Regions from separate parts of the Mus musculus genome. Here region 2 is linked to region 1. A link is a contact called in public ChIA-PET data. All regions are on one chromosome and are shown on one strand. The core of a region is the stretch at or near the end of the contact, and the rest is flanking DNA. Distances in the headings are between cores, read along the strand shown. Region 1 overlaps Hadh (hydroxyacyl-Coenzyme A dehydrogenase). Region 2 holds the start of Cyp2u1 (cytochrome P450, family 2, subfamily u, polypeptide 1).

Region 1 (2,555 bases), core at 17-2,516:
GCTGACAACGGCCCACCTGGCTTTGATCCGGGTTGACAAAGCCAGTCTGCACCAGATTTTCTTATCTCTGCTCAGGGATCCAAGTCACCGCCTGACACCTGCAGGGACCCCCTCAGGCAATTAGACACAAGCATACAATGAGGTGAAGCCACACAGACACACAGACACACACACAAAGGTGGAGCCGTCAGAGGAATGGCCTTAGCCACTGATAAGAACTTACCTTAGGGTTTTCTGTGAACTTCTTCTTTGCCATCCTCTTTAGACTCTCCTCAATTCCCTTCTTGGATTTTGCCAGGATGTCTTCCGTTTGGTCCACCAATACTACTGTATGGCCAGTTGCTGCAGCTACCTAAATTTAAAAAAAAAAAAAAGAATCAGTTTCATATTCTACATGGCTTCCACTACTATTCCACTCAAAATAGCTCATGGGCCTAAGCATCAGCCAAGGTCAGACACTTGCTTCTTGCCTGAGGCGGTCCGAAGTCACGCCGCAAATTCTCCATAACACGTCTCTTCTTGTGGCCCTTAAAGCAGGAGTAGGTGAAGCTTACAATTCTACTCCAAGCCAATGAAGATCTTGTCCCCAAGAGCTATTTAAGGACACAACTAGAAGGAGAGCAGAGTCTATGACAACTAGCCAGTTTGGGGAGGCAAAGGGGATTCCACATTTCTTGCCTTCTCCATTCCCCCCTGGGTAGGCGACATCCCTGAGACACAGGTATATTGAGTGAAGCTGTGTCCCAAGACCACAAACAACCAGCCTGTTTTACACACTGTCAGGGTCAAGTCAAGTCCTCTTTCACCAGTCTGCTAAAAGCCCCAGCAAGGACCACAGAACAGGGAGTTTGTTGGGGAAAAAAAAAAAAGACTATTGAGTCATCTACACACAAATGTGACTCAATTCAAGGTAGGAGTAGAAGGACACACCCAATCTATCGCAGATACGATGTGACAGCCACCCTGAGAAGAGGCCCCAGGAAGCCTGAGTACTTCCTGGAGACACAGTTTTAGGACAGGTGGGCACTGGTGGTGTGGTGAGAGGGGCAGGCTAGCTGCAGATCTGCCCAAGAAGTAAGAAGGTGAAAAACACTGTGATCATGTGAGATTCCTGAAGCCAAGCAGCCAAGCCTCAAAGCAGAAAACACAGAGAGAATAAGACAGAACCAGACGAGCAGTGAGAGCCAACAGGTTCAAATCCCACAGCCAGGTTCCCAATGCTGCATCAAGTTTGAAGTGTTGAAATGCAGGCTTAAAATGACAGCTACACCTAGGGCTTCTCCCACGCAGTGGTACAGGTCCGAGCCTGCCCGGCCTGTGGGCAGCTTCAGCATCCCAGGATCTGAGAAACAAAGAATGGGAAAGCTGCTGATGCAGGAGAACTGACAGATCAGGGTGATGGGAGCAAGAAGGCCAAGTCATCCCGATAAGAGACAGAAGCACACAGTGAGTGACCCCGCTGTCAGTGTAAGGCCAGACCGTTTCCCAAAGCAGAACACTTGAGGACCCAGGCCAGTGTTTCTCTAGCGAGCCAAGGCCAAGAGCCGACACGCCGAGGTGACTGGGCAGAGCAACTTTGGAAACAGTACAGAAGGGAGTGACCACAGCAGACCCAGGTCCTCTGCTTTTAGGAAGGCCGCTTGTGAAGCTGACCCTGGGCTGACCTCTAGAACTTGGGTTTGGAGTGAGTTCTCGTCCTTCTCTGACCATGCAGCTTCCGCTGCTGCAGGCTCTCCTGAGACAGTGCAATGTCGGAATCAGATGATATCATGGCCATCCGCCGGATGATAGCATGGCTATTCCTCAGTAAAACGCCTGGATGCCAAGTCTCTAGCTGGAGCACCTAGAGACAACTTTTTACATGGTTTGTCACATCTCACTGCCGAGGGAACTACACCTGTCCAATGTGGTTGTGAGGGACAGGGAAGGCCCTTGCCAGCTCTTGCCTGGCACCTGACACACTCCAGCAGTCTTTCCTCTTTACTTCATCCCTTAGCAGTAGTAAGTTGCCACCTTGCATATGTCTGTACGTGGGACCTCCTAAAGAATTACCGAACCACGTGGGGGAAGGGCTAGCAGAGAAACAGAAATGAACAGATCTCAAGGTCCTGGTAGGGCCAGGCGGGGAACTAGCCTGCTCTGTGTTTGGCAGTTGAGAGACTGTCAACTTGACAGGCAGGAGTGAGGGCCACCAATAGAGGCTCATGACCGGCAACGCAGGGACAAGCAAGTGCTGCCTTGAGGGCTTCTGCTCTTGGCCCCTCTGCCATATCTCTATGGTGTTTGAAACAAGTGATTCTTACATAGTTTCTCCTGACCTCTGCTCTAGACCGTTCCTCAAGGTGGCCAAACAGGACTCCTGGGCTCTTACCCACATGGGTCCCAACCCATACTTCCCCCCTCTTCATCTCCAGTAGGAAACTGCTTGGGTTTTTCAGCTCTTAGAATTGAGAAGACATAAACAGTCATGACACCAGGCTGTACCACAGGTGACGTAACAACAACGGAGAGCGATGCTCTTGACAGCTCTCCTACATGGGGAGTTTATACTCTCA
Region 2 (2,555 bases), core at 29-2,528, 52 kb after region 1:
AGGCCTTACATGGGGAGTTTCCAAGGCAAAATTAGAAATGGGGTGAGGGAGGGGATATCAAAGTATGAAGTCAGGGGGCCACTCTCCTGAACCGAAGCATATATATGCCACCCACAATGGATTCAGTCTTGTACTTCAGTGTCTGAAGACAGAACACAGGATTGACAGGTGGCTGGAGAATAGGAGATCGAGACCCTGTGTCTGCCGAGGGAGATATACACGGGCTCTGGGAACAGACTGGCTATCTTGAAATATTCTCTCAAAAAAATTAGTCACTTTCTCTTAAATTTAACCTCAGGCAAGTTCTTTAGTCACCCGCGGGGAGCAGCCACATTCTTTGCCAAAATATTAGAGGCTATGAACACATCCGGTTCACCAGTCTCCTAGCTTGGATTCTGGCCATTCCTAAGGGGGAAAAAAATATCTTCTTATACTTTTGCAACTGAATGATACTCGGTGAAATGAATCCCCCTCCCCCTTTTCCTAACACAGCCAATGTTTAGAAACGTTGAGATCAGACCTATGCGTGAGAAGGCCTCACTTGGGACAAAGGAAGGCTTCCGGGGTGGGTGGTCCTTATTTTACAGTTTGGTGCCCACACCTCCCTCACTTTCCAGTGTGTCTCCCACTTTAATCGCACACTAGAAAGCCACGCCTCCGTCCTCTATCCCCTATGCTGGTCATGACGCAGGTCCTGCCGCCTGGGGATCCTGAGCCCGCGGCGCGCTCACCCTTCTCCTTGGTCATGATGGAGATGAGCGGCATCCGCGGGCGGTCACTGAACACTTCAGCCTGCTGCACTAGCGCCTCGCGCACGCTGTGGAAGTCGCTGAGGACCACCACCAGACGGTGGCCGATGAAGAAGCTGAAGATGTTGCCATAGACACGGGCCATCCTGGCCAGGTACACATGCTGGCCCACCGTGTCCGTCTGGCTGCCCGAGCCCAGCCAGAACTGCGGTCGTAGAAAGCGCGGCACCAGCAAGTGCCCGAAGTTACCCACGAGTGGCCGAGGCTTGGGCCCCGGAGGGATGCCGCAGGCGCGTTGCCGCCGCAGCCAAACCCAGCCTAGCAGCACCGCCAGCAGGCAAAGTAGCAGCGCGCCTCCTGTCGCCCGCACGTGCAGTCTAGCTCCCGGCTGCTCCCCTGCCGCGGGACGCTGGTCCCCGAGCGAGGACATGTCCCAGGTACCGCCTGCATCTAGCTCCGCTGCAGACGCGCCGGCACCGCGACAGTAGCCGGCTACATGACTCAAGGTCAACCGCGAGGCAGGGCAAGGCACGCCCTTCCGATTGGCTGCGCCGCGTGCCCCTCTCGGGATCCTCCAGTCAGCTGCTCCTGCATAAGGTGGGGGCGGGACGTCCTACGGGACGGCTGGTGGTGACGAGTGGTCTCTCGCAGCACAGCTGAGCTGTCCTGAGTGGGGTTTTGTTTGTTTGTTTGTTTGTTTGTTTGTTTGTTTTGCCAGTTTAGTGCACTAGCAGCAGCAGGCTCCTCCAGGGGGTGTGAGCTTTCTGTGGGTTTCTGCATATGGCCTGACTATATCAAAACACTCAGAGAACCCGGGCTGGGTGACTGCTTTATTAATTAGCCTTAGACAAGACCTGAAATGCTGAGCTAGTATCCAACAATGTGATGTGTGGATATTCCAACATCTGGGGATGGCTCCAGAGTGCTTTACCTTCCTGTCATTTACAGGCCAGATGTTGTGGTTTCTCTCGGTTAGACTCTCCCTAGAATTGTCGATGCCCCCCCCCCTTTTTTTTCTATTTTAATTTTTCTATTCTTATTTCTATTTTCTACTTTTATTTGAATCTTGATAGCCTAGAACTCCTTATGTAGACCAGTTTGGCTACCAATTCAGAGATCCACCTACATCTGCCTCCAGAATTCACATATTAAAGACATATACTACCATGCTGGGGGAGGGGGTCAAATTCTAGCCCATGCTTGTGGTAGGGAAGTGCTTCACCTGTGATCCACGTTTGGTTCCTGTGTTAGATCACTCCCTCCCAACAAACACACGCACACACCACACAGAATTTGAACACTATGGTGCGTTATAAATATGACCAAAGCTTGAAGGGTGGTGACTTCTTTTCCTATTATGTGGGTTTTTAAAAAATATCTACTGTTCTCTACTGCTTTTGCCGTAGTTAGTAAAGTACACAAATACATTCTTCCTTCTCCCCTCCACAAACTACAAAAGCCCCTGTCACATTTCCAGTAATTAACCCTTATCAGATTCCTTTTCTTGTGTGACTTTAAACAAGATTTCCGAGTATAAGACATTAAGATGTTCATTATTATCTTGTTACTGTCTTGCAACTGGCCGCTCCTGTAACTCACAGTCCAGCCTTAATTGGAAGCCCCCTGTTTACGCTTCCACTGTTGGGTGCGATCACAGGAGTACTGTACTCTCCCCAGAGCACACATACACTTTCCAGCTGCTTGTTGGCAGATGCAGTCTCCAATACGGCATTTCCTTCTCTTTATGCCATTCTCTAACCCACTACTATCGGGTGAGCTCAATTCACAAATTATCTTAAGCTGTTT

The links. ChIA-PET counts read pairs in DNA pulled down with a chosen protein or histone mark.
Region 2: an RNA polymerase II ChIA-PET map of memory CD8 T cells shows a contact between it and region 1, with 16 read pairs. The contact joins the promoter of Cyp2u1 here to the enhancer-like site in region 1. A contact is called at or near these places in 3 of 39 promoter capture datasets (embryonic stem cells and liver), 1 of 484 Hi-C or Micro-C datasets (Sertoli cells), 3 of 115 datasets of contacts at active chromatin or transcription factors (embryonic stem cells, memory CD8 T cells and microglia) and 2 of 9 other capture datasets (adipose tissue and liver).

The regions. Positions count from the first base shown.
Region 1 is chr3:131,249,580-131,252,134 of GRCm38.p6, forward strand. It overlaps Hadh (hydroxyacyl-Coenzyme A dehydrogenase), which reads right to left. Exons shown (of 8, transcript NM_008212.4): 2 at 224-352. Among named protein-coding and RNA genes, the nearest start is that of Hadh, 21 kb to the right of the region's middle. Within about 2 kb of position 1,267, at least 33 of the 459 cell types and tissues checked have an H3K27ac peak or open chromatin away from gene starts, as enhancers often do. A contact at or near this core is called in adipose tissue and memory CD8 T cells, where this site is marked.
Region 2 is chr3:131,301,949-131,304,503 of GRCm38.p6, forward strand. Cyp2u1 (cytochrome P450, family 2, subfamily u, polypeptide 1) reads right to left here and starts at 1,279. Exons shown (of 5, transcript NM_027816.3): 1 at 732-1,279. The coding sequence starts at 1,179.